Regions from separate parts of the Rattus norvegicus genome. Here region 2 is linked to region 1. A link is a contact called in public Hi-C data. All regions are on one chromosome and are shown on one strand. The core of a region is the stretch at or near the end of the contact, and the rest is flanking DNA. Distances in the headings are between cores, read along the strand shown. Region 1 holds the start of Nexn (nexilin (F actin binding protein)). Region 2 overlaps Miga1 (mitoguardin 1).

The links. Hi-C and Micro-C count contacts between places; a contact is called where the count stands out from the background.
Region 2: a Hi-C map of psoas muscle shows a contact between it and region 1, with 5 times the contacts expected there. The contact joins the enhancer-like site here to the promoter of Nexn in region 1. A contact is called at or near these places in 9 of 12 Hi-C or Micro-C datasets (the A7r5 cell line, the Rat2 cell line, frontal cortex and 4 more).

What each region holds. Positions count from the first base shown.
Region 1 is chr2:243,875,632-243,881,073 of GRCr8, reverse strand. Nexn (nexilin (F actin binding protein)) reads left to right here and starts at 2,922. Exons shown (of 13, transcript NM_139230.2): 1 at 2,922-2,977.
Region 2 is chr2:243,912,515-243,917,956 of GRCr8, reverse strand. All of the region lies in intron 7 of Miga1 (mitoguardin 1), which reads left to right. Among named protein-coding and RNA genes, the nearest start is that of Miga1, 24 kb to the left of the region's middle. Within about 2 kb of position 2,451, at least 26 of the 93 cell types and tissues checked have an H3K27ac peak or open chromatin away from gene starts, as enhancers often do. A contact at or near this core is called in the A7r5 cell line, where this site is marked.

The sequences.
Region 1 (5,442 bases), core at 1,673-4,172:
AGATTCTTGACATGCTCTCTGCTCCTGTGGTGGAGATGTGGCTCTCTTCATTCATGTAAACTGTGTGGGCCCTGGGTCCTCTGTGGTGACAAACCGCAGTAGAACCCTTAAGGTCTTTCAGGGAAGGGCTGCTAGAGAGTTCTAGTCAGAAAAGCCGTTGCCTTGCAGTCGTGAGGACCCAAGATCAGTCCGAATTGCCTACAGGTACAGTGTAATGCATGGCGGTACTCACTTGGGGAGGCGGAAACAGGACATCCCTGCAGCCGGCTGCCCAGCCAGTCTAACATGATTGGTGAGCTCCAGGTCAGTCGGAGACTCAAGGAGGTAGGATGGTCTCCTAAGCAAACAACACCTGAAGAGTTTTCTAACCTCCATGTGCAAACACACACACACACACACACACACACACACACACACATGCACCGGAACACACGTGCATCAGCACACGTATCAACACGTGCATGCATGCACATCACGTGTGCAAAACAAAGAAGAGCTACAGTGGTCATTATGGGCCCCTCCTGGCAATTCTGTGCCAGCGTGTGCCACCTGACCCAATGTCCACATCGGAACCAAGCCGATCCCTAGAATTATGAACTAAGTAAACCACCAATAGCTATGAAGCCTCGGGTGATTTGTTGACGTAAGAGAAGCACCAATAAATACGCTGCCTCACATTCCTCACAGGACTCTCACAGGAGACTTTCCGTGCTGGGCATCACGAAGTGCGGTCGTAATTCCCTTGTGTGCTTCCGTCCTCCTTCCGCTGAGTCTGTGTTCCTTGAGAGCAGGAGTGTATCACCGCTGCCGGATGTCTGCAGCTGGTCGAGTTGAATGGAAGATGGACTACTGCTGGGGACCGGCAGCCTGTCCAAGCTCCGTGTTGTCACCACTGGAGGACTCCCACAGTGGAAGGGACAAGGGCTTTACTGAACTCAGTTCCAGGTCACAGTCTGTCATTTGGGGTTAGTCACAGTCACATTCACGTCAAAAGCAGAGAAAGGTAGGGGTCCAGGTGTGGTGACTCAGCTTTAATCTTGACAAAGGCCAGCCTGGGCTACATAGCCAGTTCCAGGCCAGCTAAGCGCCATAGCGAGACCCTGTCTTTAAGGAAGAGGCAGAGCGAGTGAATGCACGAGTGTTTACTCACAGCTCTTCCACAGCCCGGGACTCGGAGCCAGAACAGAATACAGCCCCCCTCACGGAGTTTCTGACACCTGCAGTAACCTAAGGAAGGAACAGGTGAACTGAGGCTACACAGTCCCTCACTGAGACTCCTCCCACCTCTCAACCTTCCTAATGCTGTGACCCTTTAATACGGTTCCTCATGTTGCAATATAAGACTGTTTTTGTTGCAATCTCATAAATGTGATTTTACTACTGTTATGAATCATAATGTAAATGTCCGTGTTTTCTGATGGTCTTATGTGACCCCAAAGGGTTTTGAGAATGTTCTAACGTGCTCTGCTGACACACACTACCCGTGGCAGCAGGATACTCTCGGTGTTTATGGAGAGAATGGACAGCTTTTAATAATCTGATGAGGCTATTGGATAGAAATACAAAATCTCATCCTTTAAAAATCAGAATAAAGGGCTGGGGAGATGGCTCAGTGGTTAAGAGCACGAATTGCTTTTCCAGAGGTCCTGAGTTTAAATCTCAGCAACCACATGGTGGCTCACAACCATCTGTAATGGGATCTGATGCCCTTTTCTGGTGTGCTACAGTGTACTCAAAAATCTAAAAAAAAAAAAAAAAAAAAAAAAAAGCGGGCCTAGTGAGGAGCTGCCCTCAGAAGGGATTAATTTAGCTCTCGTGGGTTTTCCGTCAGTTTTTAAAAAAATCATAACAAGGATACAATTATAAGTTAAGTGCCCATCGAGGGAAAGACACCAAGAGCATGGCAGTAGACACGGAGACTGCTTGGAGGAGCTTCCAGGAGAGGCTGAAGGAGGGCAACACAGGGAAGGGGTCTTACAGGGCGATTGTATGAGGCTGTAGACATTCCCGTGAACGGAACAGGTGATGGTATTGAAGGGTGAAAGGGACAATCTGGCCTCCTGTTGAGTTTCCCCTCCTGGTGATGGATGGTGAAGGACCGGATGGCAAACCCTTAGGGATTTCCGAAAGAGGTCCTATTGAAGCCCAGGCTGTCCTCAAAGTCTCCATGGCGAAGGCTAGCTCTGCTCTTGCCTTTGCCTCCTAGGTGCTGGGATGGGCCCTGCCCTGACTAACTTGTTTCCCTAATGTTGGTTTTGTTGTGTGGTACTGGGAGGTGACCGTGGGGCCTTGTTTTATGACACAAACATGCTACTCATAGAGCTACATGCTCCTCAGTTCGGCCTTTCACACTCACGTGTAGTTTTCATGGCCGGCTTGTGCCTAACACTCACGGGGTGCTTTTTTAGATGGTGTGGGAGAGCGGGGTTGTATTGCCTTCCGCTAAGGAGAGGTGAACAGTTCAGTACAGAACCTCGTCTCGCTTCCTTAAGCGTCTTTTTCAGTTATCTCTCCTCGAGGTTAAAGAGGAGCGGTTAAAGAGGAGCGACAGACAGACAGACAGACAGACAGACAGACAGACAGCGTTTTCACACTGCCCCATTCCTTCCACGGAAAGGGGGAAGCTAGCCACAAGTTTTATGGGCTACTAGGGCAGGTAGAGAAACTGAGGGACGGCCCGGCAGGTTGCCAGGAGGCAGCCCGGGTGGCAGCCAGCGCCCCTCTTCTCTCCGGGTGACTCTCCACCCTCCCGAGCAGCGCGGCGGTGGGGGCGGGGCTGGCCTGGGCCGGGAACAGCTGCAGCGGGCGCTGGGCCCGTCTGGAATGCGGGAGCCGCTGCGCACCAGGACTTTTATGGAAACTTGCTGCTGGCGCGCGGCGGCCAGCGGGCTCGGGCGGCGGGAGCGGCGGGGGCAGCGCGCAGAGCCGGACACGCAGCGCGGAGCGGGAGGAGCGGCGCCCCGGCGGCGGCAGGCGGGTAGGAGGGCTGGGCTGGGCGGACGCGGCGGGGCTTCGGGCCCGCGGGGTAGCCTGCGCTCGGCGGGACCGGCCTGAGCTGCGGGGGTGGCGGGGGTCCCTCGCCAGGCCCGGCGCTTCTGTTCCACCGGCATCTGGGCGCTGAATTTGGGGGAGAGTGTTTCCAGGTCGCCGTATGAGTGTACACTCTCCGCCGGGACCCCTAGGGTCCGAGCGGGCGAGTTCACCGTGGCATCCAACATGTGCCCCACTGCGGGCTCCGCCGGCAGTGGCTGGGATTTTAAAGAAATTGCGGATGGGTCCCCGTGGAAGGTGGAAAATAAGGGATTTATTAGCCTGCCAAGCTCGGTCTCCAAACTGCTCTCCAACGGTAAGGGAATATGCTTGGAGGTTGAGCAGCTAGCTCTAGGTGTCGGAGTAAATAAATTGTGAGATGTTCAAATGCAACATATGCATGTTTATATACACATATACATACATACACGCGTCTCTCTCTCTCTTTCTCTCTCTGTGTGTGTGTGTTTGTGTGTGTGTGTGTGTGTGTGTGTGTGTGTGTGTGTGTGTCTGAATGAAGAACGAGCAAATTGAGAGATTAGGTGATTATTCAGTGGCTTGAGATAAGCATTTATTTTTAAGGCCACAGTGTGGACAAGGAGTTGAGCGTAGATAACGTGGTAAAAATAGCATACGGTATGCCCTCGCAAAGTGACTGCCCTTGGAAGAAGACAGACAGGCAGAGAAAAGAAGCCCTACGAGGAAATCACTTTCTGACCAAACAGACCAGAGCGTCATTCATCGGCCAGATTTTGTTAAGGAGCAGCGGCCCCCGTAGCACGAGTCTCAGCAGAAGTGTGTTCCGGGTATTGTGGGGAAAAAACAAAACAAAACAAGTTTTTAGAGCATCTTGGTCACACGATATTGCAAAATTACATAAAATTTCACCCAATATTATTCATTTATATGCTGAACTGCTGCTGTAAGAAAATGCATGTCTCTGTTTTTTTGTTTTGTTTTGAGTTCAGGTGTGTTTGTATGGGAAAGTGCACAGTTAACGGAAGGAGCGCCTCTTTTTTGTGTGTGGGGCCGGTTGTAGTATAAACATCGCATTTTGTGTAGTTGGTGCCTGCTAGGCAAGCTCTCTTGCCACTGGGTTGTTTCATATTCATTTTGCTAGGTTTTCCAGGCTAGCCTTGAACTCACTCCATAGTACAGACAGGAAGGACTGTGAACCTTCTGTCCTTGCCTCCAGAGCAGTCGAATTGCAGGCCGGCACCCTCAGACCCAGCTCAGTATTCTGTCTTTCGCCTGCTGCTTCTGAGGAACCATTTAAAGAGAACCGTGTAGAGTTTTGTGTTTTACCTGCAACACTTGACTTGGAGAGCACAATGCAAAAACCGCGACAAAAAGGTTTTAAATCTAGTTTTCCTTCTTGCAGCTTTTGATGCAAATCAGTTTTAATAGATTTCCAGAGATACAAAGGAGCAATCTTTCCTGCTTACCTTAAAATGGAATCTGTGCTATTTTAGAAACTTTGACATGTAAGCTGATCATTGTCAGAATGTATGTCATCGTGAGAAGACTATATTTAGCATCAGCTAAGGAATGTATTATCTGGGTTTGGAAGAGTGCTTCGCCCTGAAACCTCACTTGAAGCTCTAGATTGGGGTGTCATTTGTGAAAAGCATAGCGACTGTGTGTGTACATTGTAGAGATTCACTACATGCAGAGAGAGTTCGAGGCCAGCCTGCTCTACATAGCTAGTTCCAGGATAGCCAGTGTACATAATACAGACATAATAGATTTAGTTTGCTTAGAACACAAATGCCTGAACTGACAGGCTCCATTTGAGGGGAGAAAGCTCTATTATCTTGAAAACCTCAAAAGAATAAAGTATTTCAAAACTCTCTCAACTGAGAGTTATACGTGTAGTTATATGAGCCTAAGGAATGGAGCCAGGGACTGTCAAGCCATGGGCACGTGGGATAAAAACGCGCTGACAGAAGTCTCTCAGCTGTCTTTTCATGATGGCTTCCTTCCTCACTCAGAGGAAAATGACCAGTCACCCACTGACCATTGCATGTTTCTGTTCTTATTTAACCAATCTGGTCCACATCACTTGTGTTCTTCCTGTCCTGGTCTTTCTTCTGTTTTTAAAATTAATTACATTTGAAATTGTTACTTTTTAATTTAAATATTCACTGTGTAGTGTGGCTTATTTTACTGTAGTGGTGCGTGTGTGTGTGTGTGTGTGTGTGTGTGTGTGTGTGTGTGTATACGGTTTGATTCCATGTATGTGTGTGCACTGTGTGCCTACAGTGTACACACAGGCCAGGAGAGGGAGTCAGAAGCCCTGGAACTGATCCTCTACAAAATCAGTGACTGCTGAAGCCTCGCCTTAGCCCCTCCAGTATGCATTTTGGTAATGGTGTTATTGTAGGTATGGAAATCAGTGCTTGTACATCCATG
Region 2 (5,442 bases), core at 1,202-3,701, 37 kb before region 1:
CACACATACACACACACAGTAGGTTGAAATGCCATGTGTTCTGCATGTTGGCATACAGGAGCACACCAGCACACATAGCCCAAGCGTCATTATTTCTTTGTATATAGAAAGCAGGGCAAGAGGTGCCAGGAAAAGGTGAAGCTCTCACTACAGTTTTAGTCAGCTAGAGTCTGGAGTCTAGCAGCCATCACAGATTAAACAGTGCAGTGGAGTAAGCCTAGCTGGTGTATAGGGCTGCGGAAACACTGAAGGAGAGGCATGTGAGTCTTCTTTGGACTCTTATAAGAAGGCTTCATGGAAGGAATGACCTGAAAACAGACAGCAGGCCTGCCAGGAAGGAAGCAAGCCACAGAATCAAGCTACAGAAGAGCCACACAGCACAACAGTACACATGGCAGGAAACCTACAAGGGTGGGCCAGAGAAGCAAAAGTGAGCCACAGAGAATTATCTAGATGTCAAGTCAAGCCATGTGCTTGCTGAAGGAGATTGTGGAAGGGGGGTTGGTATAATTTCAGTGTCTAATCCTTTCTTGGAACTCATGTTTTGTAGAAGTGCTTGTGTCTCTTGGGGCTTTGTATTTTGTTTGAGTCAATGAGAGGTCCCCTAAGGGGAGCGTCTGGCAGAGAACAAGAGAAACTGTAAAACAGCACCTCCTACCCAGGGCAGAGGCAGTTCTCAGGTTGGGTAAGTAACCAGAGAGAGCATCCAGAGACCCTGAGCCATCTTGACTGCAATCAGAAATACCTCAGCTCTCCTCATCAAACAGCCCAGAGGTGACGGGTGAGACTGGAATCTTCTTTTCCTGCAGAATCACTGTCACAGGAGAGTAACCTCCTGAGGCTGTATTTTTAGGGAGTGACCTGAACTCCAGACTTAAGTTATATACTCAGTTCTCTAAATAGACAGAGTTCAAATTACACTGCAGTTGAGAAATGTGGTTAGTAATTCCAGTATTAAGCCTTATCATTTTTTTTTTTTTTTGGTTCTTTTTTTCGGAGCTGGGGACCGAACCCAGGGCCTTGCGCTTCCTAGGTAAGCGCTCTACCACTGAGCTAAATCCCCAGCCCCATCATTTTAATTTCAGACGGTTTACTAATACCACAAAATATAGCTGAGCTCCTGTCATTTCTGCAGATCAGGACACATTCAGTGGTGGCCAATACAGTCACCGTGCTGTGGGCTCCAGAAACAAAGGGTACCCAGTGTTTACCTCTGCCTCTTAATCCAAATCATATTTCCATAGCTGTGATTTATCTGTGGAGGGCTTCACTTGGCCATGTAAGGCCTTAGTAGTATTAGAGAAAGGCCCTCAATGCCTTCCTCCAGGAAGAAGGCATTTGGACTAGTTTTCTGTGCTCATTTGTCCTCTGACCAAGCCTCTGTAGTATACAGAGCAGTTGTACCTATTGGTTCTATTAAGGCTGTAACTCTAACTGCAAACTCATTCTTAGTTTTATCTTACTTCAGTCATTTTATGAAAGAGAGAGGTAACGCTACTACCTAAGTGTGGGTGCCCCTCCCCCTTTCCCGAGTCACCCAGTTTGTACTGGCAGCCCTGTTTCACAGTTGGGAGTCACAGTTGTCCTGTTCTGCTGTCGTGATGTGTGAGTGTTTTGATAAATAGGGAAGAGCGGACACAACTGTTCCGGCAGTCTGTTTTATACTGTGCCACCATGCCAAGATGTTTCCGCACATGCGTCATCGTCTCTAAGTAAAGCTTCAGCACTCAGAACATATCCAGAACTCACCAGCCTTTTGGACCATTGGATCTCAGTGCTTCCCTTAGCAGGACAGAGGCCATTGAAGGGTTTAATCAAAAAAGTATTTCAAAATGTAGTCTTTCCCTTCTGAGATTGTTTTTGACTTATAAGTTTAACTTTGTTCTTTCTTTCAAACTATTTTAGCATCTTAAAACCTGGGTGGTAGTGGTGCAGGGTTACAATATGAGTAGCAGATTGTCACACAAAAGGGGATGAGTGTCATGGCAGAGACTGGCCTGGTCTACAGCGTGAGTTCTATGACAGCCAGGGATACATACTAAGATCCTGTCTCAAAACAAACAACAAACCCTCGAACACACACAAAACTGCCCCAAAAAAGAGCCACAGTAGAAAGTTTTGTAGACTGTGGATGATTTGAACAACTTAAGACTACAGCACACTTATTGGGTGCTGGAACTTACTCATCTCAGTAAAGATGCAGAGAGAGCACGGTTTCAGGTTGTAGCTGAGGTGTGAAAACTCTCGTGGAGACGTGCCAGCCTCAGTCAGGTGACAGTGAGACAGTGTGCAGGCTCCCTTTTCAAACTGGTATCCTAAAGCCTACGTGGACAGTGTGGGGTTATAAAAGAAGACAGGCATCCCTGGAATCTCCACTAGCGTCTGTAGAGACTAAAATAGACCCAGTGCCTTCTCAATAACAGAAATAGAATGTGCCCAGGGACTGCAGAGCTGGGACACAGAAAGCTCACTTGGCTTGATCTGAGGAAGTAAAGCCAGGCCCAAGGGCCAGAGTCACGGCTGAAAGGGCTTCTGGCTTTCTTTCCTTTTCCTTCCGTTAAAAAAAAAAAAAGGCAGATCCTTTTTTGGGAAAAAATGAAGTAACAGGAATAACAAGGCTGAGAAGGGGAGAGGCTGGAGTGCAGTCAGACCGGGGCTGCTGCGTAACTGAGCTGAAGTTAACCCTCCAAGTCCCAGTGGTCTTGCAAAGAAGAGCGTTGTCAGGGTCTCTGCAAGAATCGTGTAAACTTCCAGGTGTCAAAGAAAGGCAGAGACAGTTAAGAAATGTTTAGATTTGCTTATTATTTTAAAAGATTTCCAATCAACTAACCCAACAAAAAAGCTACTCCACTGAGAGCCAGGGTAGCAGCTGAAGATTTGTAGAACTTCATTAACATGTAATCATCATTTGTGGGAAGCTTTAAGGACTTCTAAGGTTGTTTTCATTCATTAAAGGGTAAAACCGTATTTCAGGTTCATAAATTAATTTCTCATGGTTAACTTAGGGCTCAGTATTAGAAACAGCAAAATTTTAAAAGGACTCTGAAAACATGTTAAAGTCTCATGGTAGACAAAATGACCTTAAGGAAATTAATGTTAGGCCCTTTAGCTGTGGTTCTCATGGGAACCACCAGCTTATAACAACGAGTAACAAACACTAGTTTACATGAACCGACATTTAATGCTTTTAATGTCCTTGGTTCTCTCAAGATGCAGATAAATTATTGGGGGAACCAAAGAAAGCACTCCCTATGGGAGTTCATTCTTCTGGCCCAAGGATTGGTTTGTTCTTCTGTGTTTATTCTTATTTTTATGCTTTGGCAGCAGAAAGAAATAGCTTACCTAATGGTATGCAGTTTTACACTGCTAACTTTGGATGTTTATATACATTAACATTTAATTCTTAGAGGCAGGCGGATGGTATTCCTGTGTTTACATGAGCTCACCAGGAAATGGAGAAGATGAACTCTTCCAAGGTTACACAGCTAGTAAGTCATGGAGTCCCGACTTCAATGCAAACTTTCTGGCTTTGAGCTCACGATTTTAACCATCAACACTACCTCAGGGATCACTTGATTTGGAGGGGATGAGGCTTGAGTGGATCAATAAGAATGTGGCTTTTAGATGTTAACGGGAGCCTGAGAACAGTGTGGATGTAGAACCACTGTGGAAGAAGCCCAAGGCCTGTAAGGAATGCATTTGCCCGTGTGGAGGGCAGTGATAGCAGTGCATTCTGTGTTCATGAACACTACCCACTGCACCTTTTCGAATCTCCTTCATCCTGACTGTGACACTAATGGCAGGGCAACTGCTCTCACTCTGTCTGCATTCTTTTTCTTTTCCTTTTTTTTTGTTGTTGTTGTTGATATTTTATGTATTTAACTCTTCTATTGGGGTCTCCTTGTTCAGTCCAATGGTTAGCTGCAAGCATCCTTATCTGTGTCAGTAGGGCTCTGCCTGAGCCTCTCAGGGGAGAACCATATCTGGCCCCTGTCAGCAAGCATTTCTTGACATCAGCAATAGTGACTGGGTTTAGTGGCTGCATATGGGATAGATTCCCTGGTGGGGCAGTCTCTGGATGGTCTTTCCTTCAGTCTCTGCTCCATTCTTTGTCTTCCTGTATCTCATCCCATGAGTATTTTATTCTCCCTTCTAAGAAGGACTGAAGCATCCACATTTTGGTCTTCCTTCTTCTTGAGCTTCATATGATCATGTGAATTTTTTCTTAGGTATTCCAAGCTTTTCGGCTAATATCCACTTATCAGTGAGTGCATACTATGTGTGTTCTTTTGTGACTGGGTTATCTCACTCAGGATGACGTTTTTTAGTTCCATCCATTTGCCTAAGAATTTCATGAAGTTATTGTTTTTGATAGCTGAGTAATATTCCATTGTGTAGATGTACCACATTTTCTGTATCCATTCCTCTGTTGAAGGGCATCTGGGTTCTTTCCAGCTTCTGGCTATTATAAATAAGGTTGCTATGAACATAGTGGAGCATGTGTCTTTTTTATATGTTGGGGCATCTTTTGGGTATATGCCCAGGAGAGGTATAGCTGGGTCCTCAGGTAGTACTATGTGCAATTTTCAGATGAACTGCCAGACTGATTTCCAGAATGGTTGTACCAGCTTACAATCCCACCAACAATGGAGGAGTGTTCCTCTTTCTCCACATCCTCGCCAGCATCTGTTGTCACCTGAGTTTTTGGTCCTAGCCATTTTGACTAATGTGAGGTGGAATCTCAGGGTTGTTTTGATTTGCATTTCCCTGATGACTAAGGATGTTGAACATTTCTTTAGGTGCTTCTCAGCCATTCGATATTCCTCAGCTGAGAATTCTTTGTTTAGCTCTGCACTCCATTTTTTTAAAGGATTATTTGATTCTCTGAAGTCTAACTTCTTGAGTTCTTTGTATATATTAGATATTAGGCCTCTATTGGATTGGTAAAGACCTTTTCCCAATCAGTTTGTTACTGTTTTGTCCTATTGCCTTACAGAAGCTTTGCAATTTTATGAGGGCCCATTTATTGATTGTTGTTTTTAGAGCATAAGCCTTTGGTATTCTGTTCAGGCAATTTTCCCCTGTGCCCATGTATTTGAGGCTCTTCCCCACTTTCTCTTTTATTAGTTTGAGTATATCTGGTTTTACGTGGAGGTCTTTGATCCACTTGAATTTGAGCTTTGTACAAGGTAATAAGAATGGATTGATTTGCATTCTTCTACATGCTGACCTCCAGTTGAACCAGTACCATTTGTTGAAAATGCAGTCTTTTGTTCACTGGATGGTTTTAGCTCCTTTGTCAAAGATCAAGTGACCATTGGTGTGTGGGTTCATTTCTGGATCCTCAGTTCTATCCCATCTATTTACCTATCTCTGTACCAATACCATGCAGTTTTTATCACTATTGCTCTATAATACAGCTTGAGTTCAGGGATGGCGATT